Regions from separate parts of the Mus musculus genome. Here regions 1 and 3 are each linked to region 2. The links are chromatin contacts, called in public HiChIP or PLAC-seq maps. All regions are on one chromosome and are shown on one strand. Each heading gives the region's core, a stretch centred on a gene start, on an enhancer-like site or on the middle of the called end of the contact. The rest is flanking DNA. Distances are from core to core; before and after follow the strand shown. Region 1 has its middle 6.0 kb from the start of Gstt2. Region 2 overlaps S100b (S100 protein, beta polypeptide, neural). Region 3 holds the start of Mmp11 (matrix metallopeptidase 11).

Region 1 (3,901 bases), core at 796-3,295, 430 kb after region 2:
CATCCGTAACAAGATCTGACGCCCTCTTCTGGTGTGTCTGAAGACAGCTACAGTGTACTTACATATAATAAATAAATAAATCCTAAAAAAAAAAAAAGAATTAAGAGGTCAACCAGATGGATCAGCCTCTGAGGATACTTACAGCCAAGGCTGTTGACTTGTGTTCCATCACTAGAGCCTAGGGAGTGGAAGGAGAGAAGCCAAGTGCTGCAAACTGTCCTCTGACTTCCACAAGCGAGTCACAGGATTCCTATAAAACAGAAAATGGGGAAAAAATGTTAACAAGATATTAACATGCTGCAAAGACAGCTAAGATTATCATAGAGGTCATCACAGCAGGAAAGTCAGTATTACATCACAGAAAATCTTCCATCTCAGTCAGAGGCTTCTGCTCCGCCTTTGATTACTCAATTCCCAGAAAAAAAAAATACACTCAAATTTTAATTTATCAGCAGTAAAGCTGGGCATACTGGCTAGTTTTGTGTCCATTTGACAAAAGCTACAGTCATCAGAGAGGAGAGGAAGAAACCTCAGGTGAGGAAATGCCTATATGAGATCCAGCTGTAGGGCATTTTTTCAATTAGTGATCATTTCAGGGAGGGGCCCAGACCATGGTGGGTGGTGCCATCCCTGGGCTGGTGGTCCTAGCTTCTGTAAGAGAGCAGGCTGAGCAAGCCAGGGGAAACAAGCCAGTAAACAACACTCCTCCATGGCTTCTACATCAGCTGCAGCCCTCGGGATCCTGCCCTGTTTGAGTTCCTGTCCTTCAAAATGAACAGCAATATGTAAGTATAAGCCAAATAAACCCCTTTCTCCCCAACTTGCTTTTTGGCCATGGTGTTTTGTTGTAGCAACAGAAATCCTAAAAAAGTTGGCACCAGGATTGTGGGTTACTGCTGTGACAGATCTGACCTATGGAAAGAGGGCTATGCTGTTTAGGACTATGCTAAATGGAAGAAGTCAATCAGAAACAGTATCACATGCCTTGGAGGAACTGCATAAATTAGTGCCACCTTCAAGGACTTGAAAGATGCAGAGGTGGTGGTTCCCACCACATCTCCCTTTAACTCTCCTATCTGGCCAGTGCAGAAGACAGATGAATCATAGAGAATGACAGTTGACTATTGAAAACTAAATCAGGTAGTAACTCCGACTACAGCTGCTGTACCAGATGTAGTGTTCTTATTTGAGCAAGTTACCACCTCTCCTGGTACCTGGTATACAGCTGTTTGTTTAGCAAATGCCCCCCCCCCACCCCTTTTCTGGTAGTTGTCCATAAAGATCTCTAGAAGCAATTTGCTTTCAGTTGGCAAGACCAGCAGTACACCTTTACAGGCTTGCCTTAAGGATAAATTAGCTCTCCTACCCTATGTCATAACTTACAAGGTATCTTGATCATCTGTTTCTTCCACAAAATATCACATTGGTATACTATATTGATGATGCTCCTCCATGGCCTCTGCATCAGCTCCTGACTCCAGGTTCCTGCCCTGTTTGAGTTTCTGTCCTGAGTCCTTGTCCCAACTTCCTTTGGTGATGAGCCATGATGTGGAAGTGTAAGCCAAATACACCCTCCCCTCCCCCCAACTTGATTTTTGTTCAGGGTGTTTCATTGCAATAATAGAAACCCTAAGACTGATGGGCCTTTGAGTAACGCCATGGCTATTGTGTTATTCATGCTCCTGCGAGTAACCCCAGGAAACCCATTCCCCACCAAGCTTAAGCTAGACTTGGGTAGAATCATTTCTTTGGTCTGCCAATCACTGACCTATCTGGTTGAACAGAACCTCTTCTCAGGAAGTCAGTGAACTGTGTACTGTGGAGAGGGCATGGGTTCTCAAGCAATGGGGAGCTTGCCTGGGTTGATGAATCAGAGACAGCTCCTGGCAGTGTGGGCCAGGGGATTCTGGCACATTTGAGCATGTCAGACCAGAGCCCAGATTCCTACCCCAGGCCTTAGTGGGTGACCCCTTGCTCTGTTGGGCCTACTTGCCTTCATGAGACAGATTCTGTTTGCCTGGGCTATAGGCCAACTCTGGCTCCTAGCCCAGGCCCTCCTCCTCCACTTTGGAACAGCAAGTTGGTTGTGTTCCCTATGGCTTCCAGAGCAGAGCCTATCCTTGGAGAGAAGCTAGGTCCTAGCCAAGATTCAGCCCTGCACCTGTGTCCTAGTTCCTCATTCCAGGGACAGCAGCCACATCCTGTTACTTGATCACAGTGACTGTCTTAGGATTTCTATTGCTGTGATGAAACACCATGATCAAAAAGCAAGGTCATGGGAAAGTTTATTCAGTTTGCATTTCCATATCATAGGAGTTCAGGACAGGAACTCAAACAGAGCAGGGACCTGAAGGCAGGAACTAGTGCAGAGGCCAAGGCCACAGAGTGAATGCTGCTCACTGGTTTGCTCAGCCTGCTTTCTTATAGAACCCAGGACCTCCGGCTCAGAGATACCCCCACCTATAGTGGGCTGGGCCTCCCCCCATCAATCACTAATGAAGAAAATGTGCTTTAGGCTTGCCTACACCCTGATTGGATCTTATGGAGCATTTTCTCAAGTGAGGCTCCTTCCTCTCTGATGACTCTAGCTTGTGTCAAGTTGGCATAAAGTAGCTGGCACAGTGATCTTGCTTGACACAGTCAGAGTGACAAAAGGGTGTGTGTGGAGGGGACTTCACTCATCCAGTTGAGCCATGAGCTGTTCCTGAAACCATGGAAGATGTCATCTGCACACAGTATGAATTTGTGTGTGTGTGTGTGTGTGTGTGTGTGAGCGTGCCTACGCGTGTGTTGGGGGTATCCATCTCCCACAGTCCTAACTACTGGTTGGCTTCAGAGCCTGTGATAAGCATGGCCAAACTCTGTGTGTCAGGTCCAGAGAATGACTCTTACTTCCTCAGGTTTCAGAATGGGGTCCTGCCAACTTCCTAGGAGGTCTTGGCTAGGAGCCCAGGAAGGCCTGGGTGACTCAGGCTTGCAGCCAACCCCACACCCTACTCAATCAGCATCTTCCAGTATGGAAGCCAAACCCTGGCTCCCCTTGCACACAGGAGTTGTCCTCCAGGTCCACAGTGACTCTGCTGCCCATAGCTTACCCCTCCACACCACAACAGAAGTGCCCAGGCCAAAATAGGCCTAGGGGGTGTGACCATGGTGAGCACATGGAGAGAGTACCGCACGGAGGGGCAAAGTGACCAGACTTGAACTTCAGACATTTCCGTGATGCTAGCCCACAGGGTAGGGCTGCTTCCCTCGTGTGGAGTGGAGATGCTAACAGGGATGAGTGAGGCCCAGACAGAGGGCAGACCTGGGTCCCTGCAGAAGGAAATGCCTGCCGAAACATGGTCCAGGGAGGAAGCAGGAGGAGACCTTTAATGGCAGTGAGCCTTTCCTGGGAGGCCGGAAGTGGAGCAAATAAAGATGCGGCACAGACAGGAAGCAGTTGCGGGGCTCCTTCCCTGATGGCAGAGCCGTGGAGAACCTGGTTAAATGTTCAGGTGTGAGTAAAAGATCAGTGTTGGCAAACAAAGTCCCAACTCCCTTTCTGTTTGACGGTTAATCTCGTCAGCTTGACTGGATTTAGAAATATCTAGGAAACACTGGCTCTTGGCGAGTCTGTAAAGGGATTTCCTAAATATGCGTGCCTTGATCTCATCGGATAGGATCCAAGACAGTGAGAAAAGAAGAATGCGAGGATTTATCTCTTTCTGCTTTGGCTGTGGCGACAATGAAACTGGGTGTTCCTATCCCTGCCACCTGGCCTCTATAGTCTCCAACTTCACTCTCAAATTGTGAGCCAGAATAAGCCTCCCCTTCTTCCTCTTCTTCTCTTCAATTTATCTATTTTATCTATATGAGCACACTGAGGCCTTTTTCAGAACCACCAGAAGAAGACATCAGA
Region 2 (4,071 bases), core at 218-2,717:
GGGGAAAGATGAAGAAGTAACAGACAGCCTGGGCCAGTGACGTGAGAGAAATGAACTCCCGCTCCTGAGCGTCTGTGTTTGGGAGTCTCGTGGATCCTAGCATTCACTAAAATGACACTTGGGGGTGGTGTGTCAGAGCCGCTGTTTATTCTTTTTCTTCATGAGTAACTTCCTAGGTGCCGTTGGCTTTTTCCCTGACAGTTCTGATGTCAGAGCCAGGTGAATGGTAGGACTGCTCCTACTAACTGATGCACAAAGCATGTGAACGGTCCAGCTCCTAACGGATGCCCCAGCAGTTGTGGGCCCCAAGACACCCGTGGGAAGAGTACAGGCTCTGAGCTTAGGTTTTCAGTACAGACTGTTTCAGTCAACACCTCCCCCCACCTCCCTGACAGGAGAGCACTGTGGGCAAGCCAACTGCTTCAAAGATTCCCGTGTAAAAGATGGTGATTCCCAGGGTCTCACTGGGGCTTTTAAACATCTCCCAAATGATAGGTGGGAGCAGTGTAGTTCTCCCAGTTGCAACATAGGTGCTTTGATTTCGAACCTACATGGCCTCCAGAGGCTGATGTGTAGGAGACTTGGTGCTAATCTGTGGTATCACAGGGAGATGATAGAACCTTCGGAGGCAGGCAAAGTGGGAGGAAGCTGCATCACTGAGCCACGCCCCTTCCTTTGTTTCTTTGTCCTCATTGGGGTGGTCTGCCTCAAAGGCCCCCCAAACAGTGGATCCTGACACCTGTGCACCGAAATTAGGAGCCAGGCCGTGGTGGCGCACACCTCTAATCCCAGCACTCAGGAGGCAGAGGCAGGTGGATCTCTGACTTCGAGGCCAGCCTGCTCTACAGAGTGAGTTCTAGGACAGCCAGGGCTATGCAGAGAAACCCTGTATTAGAAAACAAAAACCAACCAAATAAGTCAATAAGCCTTCCCTCCTTCAAGTTGATTGTTCTCCAGTGCTCTTGTTGAACCAGGCCAGCAAACATGCACGGTACTTTGATATCGTACATGAGTTATCATTTATAGATGTGCCGTTACTGGCTAATTTTTTCCTGTTATAAAATCATAGGTGTAGCAAATATCTTAAACTGTTATCAACTGGGATTTCACTAAATGTGAAGAGCCTGACACGCCCACCTCACCCCTGTATAGTCCTCTTGGAAGATGAGATTCCGACTCTTCTGTTAAGTCAAAAGGCAGAGGGCATGGGACGACAACTGCCCCTGCATACAGAGTTCCTGTCGCCCGGTATCTGAGTGCCTGAGGAGTTAATCCCCAAGTCCCACTGGAAATTTTCTCCAGAAGCCCACAAGCCCGCTGCCTTCCTACACATCAATTAATTTGCCTGCATGGGAGAAAGGACAACCTCAGCCAGACATCCAGTCAGTCAGTATCAACATGCCCAGTTAACTTGGAGAGTGGTTTCCTGTTACCATGTGACATGGCTGTGCCACACCCAGGCTTGGCACTTGACCCAACGCTGACTGGTTTTCCTCTGTCTGTGTGGTTGGCTACTTCTGTGACCCAAGGGCGCTCTCTGTGACAGGACACATTCATTGTATGCCACCAGCGTTCCCATATCGTTCAAGGCGTGCTGTGAGCCTTGGTTTAGGGGACCAAGGGAGCACTGGGTGGCAGTTGGATCACAGTTCACCTCCACGGGAGCACTTGGTTTGTAGGCAGTAGAAACGCTAATAAACTGATTCAAGGGCAGAGGAGACAGTGGGTAAGGAAGTGAGTGTTTTCACTACCAGAATATTAACTGCCCAAAGACGAGCAGCTTGCCAGGAACTCTTCTGCAACTCCCTAAGTGGACTCCAAACTAAATTTAGGCCCTGATGTCATATGCTCTCGGGAGCCCTTCCTCCCCTCGGGCAAGTATTCACTCGTGGGCATGCTAGGTTGGGTGCTTTGTGAGTCCCTGTATCTCAAATATTGAATTATTGAGTGATCATTAAATGTTTATTTAATCTCTGATATTTCTTTGTAGGAAGTACCAGACAGCTAGACAAAGCGAAAAGATTTCTTCCCCTCCCCGAAACTTCTCATGCTTTGAAAAAAAAGTGTCTGTGTGTGTGTCTGTGTGTGTGTGAGTGTACATGCCTACGTACTCTCACACCATGGTACACACATGGAATTGGTCTTGCCGTGTAGATCCCAGCAGTCAAACTCAGCTCATCAGGCTTGGTGGCAGGTGCGTTTGCCTGCTAAGCGTTCTCACCGGCCTTGTTCTGTTTTAAGAGATGGCCCAGGCTGGCTTCCTGCTTCCACCTTTGAAGTACAAGGACTACAGATGCGTGCTGACGTATCCTAAGTGTCACTTGTGAGTGGCTTACAATTCTCTTCTGCTGCCCTCACCCATGGATCCTTAGATTCAAGGGATAGAAACAGCCCCTCTGAGCTCATACTCCAAGGGCTTAGCCATTCAAACTAATATCCAGAAGCAACCCAGGGTCTGGATACAGAGACAGGAGCAGACATAAGGACCATTTCTAGTGCAGCTCAGAGATGGTCTCTTACCTCCAGGAAGTGAGAGAGCTCGTTGTTGATAAGCTCCTTCAGTTCTGACTTCTTCAGCTTGTGCTTGTCACCCTCTCGCCCGGAGTACTGGTGGAAGACATCAATGAGGGCAACCATGGCCTTCTCCAGCTCGGACATCCCGGGAGCTGCAGAGGAAGGATACGTTTTCATGTTTTCTACCCTGTTCTTTGGAGAGCTTAATACGTTGTTCTCAGGCCTCAGCTCAGATGAGGGGTAGAGAGGCCTACCAGGGAGAGGCATCCTGGGATCCACGCTGACCAGGGTTCATCCTCTTTTGCCCAGGCCCACCCTGTCCCTTCTATGTCCCCATAGGCTACAGAGCGAAGTTTCCAAGACCATTGGTTTCTGGTTGGGTTTGGCCAATGAGAAACTAGCAAAGATGCTAATGCAAAGCATTAGGGAATGACTCCGGGTCTTCCTGGTGGCTATTCCCAATCCCAGAGGTCTCCAGGATATACCATCAGCTGATGGATTTAAGAAAGACACTAAGATGACTAGTAACAAGTAAATATCTACCTGTACACACGCACACACACACACACACACATCACTATCAGTGAACCATTTTTAAAATGCAGTAACAGCTTCCTCATACAGCAATAATATCAGGGGTTAGGAGGAAAAATGCAGGTACTTCCAAAAGATTCTGAGGAACAAGATTAAGAATGTTCTGGCTAGTTTTATATCAGCTTGGCACAAGCTAAAGCCCTTTCTCAGAGACAGGAACCTCAATTAAGAAAAACGCCCTCATAAGATCCAGCTATAGAGCATTTTCTTCAGTAGTGATCGATGAGGGAGGGCTGAGCCCATTGTGGGTGGTGCCATCCCTGGGCTGGTGGTCCTGGGTTCTATAAGAAAGCAGGCTGAGCAAGCCAGTAAGCAGCATCCCTCCATGGCCTCTGCATCACCAGCTCCTGCCCTCGGGATCCTGCCCTGCTTGAGTTCCTGTCCTGAATCCCTATGATGATGATCTGTGATGTGGACGCCAAAGCTGAATGGCCCTTCCTCCCCAACTTGCTTTTTGGTTATGGTGTTCATCTTAGTAATAAAAACCCTAACAAAGAGCTTATTTTCATTTGAATTAATATATTAGTTTAAGATGTATAAATAAAATATGAGTGAGGTTTTTTTGGGGGGGGATGGGGGACAAACCAAAAATATATATATAAAAAATAAAGACTGTAAAATTCCTGTACCAAGTTTTTGAAAACTACCAGTGAAGTGACCTTGCAGAAACACGTACTCCAAGGTCATATGGTTCTCCTGGCATCCTGACAGGGCGACGGAGGCCCAGCCCTGAGTTCTGTGCTTGCTTCATTGGCCTGGCCTCAGAGTACAGCAGCTTCTTTGTGAACAGGCATGCATGCCTGAGAGAAGCAAACAGCCTTTGCAGTGGGCACCTGATGCCACAGCCACAGCCCGGGGATTCAGGGAGGGCCGCTCGATTATCTGAGGAACTTCATTAACATTAAGCCATTAAGGGTGGCTCTGGGATCATTTTAGAAACCAGCCTCTTAGGCAGAGACATTT
Region 3 (3,591 bases), core at 781-3,280, 330 kb after region 2:
GAAGACAGCTACAGTGTACTTACATATAATAAATAAATAAATCTTTTAAAAAAATGTGCTGTTGTAGAAAATTAAAAAAAAAAAGGGGGGGGCAGGCTTGAGCAGACCCCACTGGCTTATCTATTTGGCCTCTGCTTACCTTGTATCCAGTAGGCAAGTGGTAACATTCTTCCAGCTTCAACCCCTTCTGTGGGCCTCCGTGGCTAGCCCACCTTCCAGATCCTCTACTAAGTGTGGTAATGTGGGGTAATGGGGCAGGTTGGGGGGTAAGGGGGTGGGAAGTGGAGGGTGGGGGGGGTGGGGGGTCTGGCTGATAAGCTGCAAGTTCCTCAGAAAATAGTCGTGCATCCCTGGCAACACTGAAGGCTGTTTAGGTTGCACAAATAAATGTTTTAGGGTTTGGGGGTTCTTTTGTTGAGACAGGATCTTCATATAGCCTGGCTCACTCTGTAGAGCAGGTTGGTCTCAAACCCACAGAAATCCACTTGCTTCTGTCTCCCAAATGTCAGGATTAAAGGCATGCATCCAATGAAGAGTTTATTTTTAAAATGCTATGCATGGTGGTGCATGCCTTTAATAGAGGCAGATCTCTGAGTTCAAGGCCAGCCTACTCTACAGAGTCCCAGGATTGCCAGGGCTACACAGAGAAACCCACTCTTGGGGGTGGAGGGTAGGACTATGAATGCCTCATCCATTTTATGATTCTTTGACCAACACTGCTGAGATGAGTCTGAACCAGACCTGGAAATTCTAGCTATGATGATACATGCTTGCAGTCCTATCAGTCAGAATAGGCAAAGACAGGAATCTTGAGTTGGAGGCCTGCCTGGGCTACATGTACACATACTAGACTCTGTCAAAAAAAAGAGAGAGAGAGAGAGAGAGAGAGAGAGAGAGAGAGAGAGAGAGAGACTCTGTCATAAAAAAAAGAAAAGAGGGGTGGGTGGGAAGGGAGGAAGGACGACGGGAAGGAATGGCAGCCTTTAAAAGGTGAGGCTTTTTAAAAGATTGCAGATGGCCAAGTAAAACTTACCACTCTCTGCCCCTACTTTGCAGCAGCTCAGGGCCCCACTGGCCCACCAGAATTCAGAAGAGAGCTGAAGGCCTGGTGGAAGAGGCCTGCAGTGCCTTGTAGAGCCATTGTCATCCAAGAGGGAACACTGCACAGTTGGACACTCGCTGCAGAGATTAGAGTAGTTGAACTGTTTTCAGCACGTAGACCTCCCTCTCAGATGTGATTCTGTCCCTGTCTCAGATGGCTGAGCCTGACTGGTCAGGAAAAGCCTGTTGGCTAGTGTGCCCCCCGGCCAGGGAACAACCTGAGATTCCAGTGTCCAACTCAAACATCCCTGACCCTTTCCTCCCAGCCAACTGACCCAGTTGCCTGCTAGTAGAGAAAAAATCTGGTCCCTCCCTCCAAGATCCTCGCTGACTGCCTCTGGTCTGAAATTGTTAAGTGTGCGCATTTGCATCAGCCATTTGCATCAGCGTGTGCCAAGTGTCAGTAGAGGTCAGAAGAAGGCATCAGTTCCTAGATGGCCACCCTGTGGGTGCTAGGAACGGGAGCCAGGTTTCTCTGCAGGAGCAACAAGTGCTCCTAACCACTGATCCATCTTTCCAGACCCGTCTCTGTTTTGTTTTAAGGTGTGGGGACTGGCCAACTTCCGCCATATGCCTCAGTTTCCCCTGAGGTCACATTTCAATAGTCCGCTCCTTGCAAGAGCTATTGTACCACTTTCCTGTTAGCTAGGGCTGTTTAGATTGGGGATCTGACCACCTGCCACAGGCTAAAACAAGTCAAGCCACCATGGAGAGACCTGGCGAAGGATGAGACTTCTGAAGTGGGGCTGGAGAGCAGAATTGAGCTCTCCCCGGCTCTCACTAGTTCTAAGGGACCCAGCCCCTCCGGGCACTCCTCCCTAACTCAGACCGCTGCTGCAGGCCGGTTGAGTTTAGAACAAAAGGCAGGGGGAGGCGGGGCGGTGGGGGGTGCGGTCCCGGCGCCGGCGGGGGCGGGGCGAATGCTATAAGGGGCGGCGGCCCGGCCTGGCCCAGCAGGCCCAGCAGCCCCGGGGCGGATGGCACGGGCCGCCTGTCTCCTCCGCGCGATTTCGCGCGTCCTCCTGCTCCCGCTGCCTCTGCTGCTCCTGTTGCTGCTGCTCCTGCCGTCGCCGCTGATGGCCCGGGCCAGGCCACCGGTGAGTGCCCGCCACTCCTCCCCGAGGGAGGGCTGGGCACGCGGGCTGGGCCCACTGGCTGAGCTTGACCCACCAAGCGAGCTCCCTGGCTACCCTAGTGCAGTCTGTCCCCGAAATGCCTTCTGGGTCTCTCTGAGCGTACTATAATGAGCTTCCCGTGGTTGGCAGTGTGCAAGTGGAGCTGGTGAGACGCGTCTCTGCGCTGAACTCAGTTTGGAGACCGGCTTCTCCAGCCCCCAGCTAGGGATGCTGGAGTGTGTGTTGATAGAGGTAGCAGAGGGAGTGGATGCCAAGGCCCCTTGTTCATCACTGGAATGAAGCAAAGCAAGTCTGGGGGGAGGGGGGAGCAAAAAGGGGCAGCCTCCGGGTGTGTGGTTCCAGTAAGCACCCCTGCAAGGTGTGTACCGTGGATGGAGAATAAAGGAAGAGCTAGGAAGGAGAAAATGGGGCCCAAGTTGAGAGAGGTGCCCCAGCTTGCAGGAGACAAGTCTGGGAGTCCTGGTAGCCGACAGAAAATGCACCTGAGAGAGATAGTGTGTGCGAGCATCAGGTGCAGTCAGAATAGAAGGGAGCACCGGGGGAACAAAAGCATAAAGAAGAAGAGAAAGGAAAGGGGGTGCAAAGAGGCAAAGGGGAAGAAGAGAGATTGAGGGTTTCCCAGCCTGTGTGTCCCAATGGCTGCATCCTTCTTCCAGCTTGGTCTCTGAGGCACCTGTCAGAGTAGAGACTAAGCTGTGCTGGGGCTGGAGCTGGAACCACTACAGATCTACAATGCCCACGGGGTACCGTGCCCTCAGTAGCCAGCTAAGGCAGCCGGCCAGCTCAAGGAATGATGGATGGGAGGAAGGTATGATAGGCAGGTGTCCCAGGACAGGTCCAGCCATACCAATCCATCTGCCAGTTTTGCTGCACACTGGAAGAGAAAGGGTTTGGAAAGGGGAGTGGGTATTGTGGATCAGGACCTCCTCAAGCAAAACATGGAGTTCCCTGTTCTAGAACTCGGAGCGGAGCGCAGTCGTTAATCCCCTCCCTCCCCCCATCCGTACCCCCACCCACTCCCACCCCCGCAGAAGCCAGCGATAGAACTCATGCCTTCGAGAATTGCACTTCTCCTGACTTCTTACTAAGGGGGCAAAGCAGGAAAGAGCACCGGTACCTCCTGTTGGGCATTTAGGATAAAAGACGAGGCAAACCACACCAATGCTTGCTTGTACAGGGCTTGGGGGGGCAAGCCTGGGGTGGGATCCGAGCCGAGGATCTGTCACACTTTAGATGCGCAGAAAGGGTTGGTCACCTCTAACGCTTTTATCCCTAGACTGCCATCGGCGGGGCCAAAAGAGCTCGGTAAATATTTATTCACCCCAGCCCCCAGCTTGTGAAAAATCCACCACCT

The links. HiChIP or PLAC-seq counts read pairs in DNA pulled down with a chosen protein or histone mark.
Region 1: a FOXA1 HiChIP or PLAC-seq map of pancreatic cancer cells shows a contact between it and region 2. The contact joins two enhancer-like sites. A contact is called at or near these places in 1 of 39 promoter capture datasets (hippocampal neurons) and 1 of 115 datasets of contacts at active chromatin or transcription factors (pancreatic cancer cells).
Region 3: a contact with region 2 is called in a FOXA1 HiChIP or PLAC-seq map of pancreatic cancer cells. The contact joins the promoter of Mmp11 here to the enhancer-like site in region 2. A contact is called at or near these places in 3 of 39 promoter capture datasets (the SN4741 cell line, hippocampal neurons and liver) and 3 of 115 datasets of contacts at active chromatin or transcription factors (embryonic stem cells, forebrain and pancreatic cancer cells).

Annotation. Positions count from the first base shown.
Region 1 is chr10:75,826,890-75,830,790 of GRCm38.p6, reverse strand. No RefSeq gene overlaps it. Among named protein-coding and RNA genes, the nearest start is that of Gstt2, 6.0 kb to the left of the region's middle. Within about 2 kb of position 2,045, at least 86 of the 459 cell types and tissues checked have an H3K27ac peak or open chromatin away from gene starts, as enhancers often do. A contact at or near this core is called in pancreatic cancer cells, where this site is marked.
Region 2 is chr10:76,255,622-76,259,692 of GRCm38.p6, reverse strand. It overlaps S100b (S100 protein, beta polypeptide, neural), which reads right to left. Exons shown (of 3, transcript NM_009115.3): 2 at 2,521-2,666. The coding sequence starts at 2,658. Among named protein-coding and RNA genes, the nearest start is that of S100b, 3.8 kb to the right of the region's middle. Within about 2 kb of position 1,467, at least 115 of the 459 cell types and tissues checked have an H3K27ac peak or open chromatin away from gene starts, as enhancers often do. A contact at or near this core is called in the SN4741 cell line and pancreatic cancer cells, where this site is marked.
Region 3 is chr10:75,930,941-75,934,531 of GRCm38.p6, reverse strand. Mmp11 (matrix metallopeptidase 11) reads left to right here and starts at 2,030. Exons shown (of 8, transcript NM_008606.3): 1 at 2,030-2,198. The coding sequence starts at 2,079. Chchd10 (coiled-coil-helix-coiled-coil-helix domain containing 10) reads right to left here and starts at 1,402. Exons shown (of 5, transcript NM_175329.4): 1 at 1,034-1,402.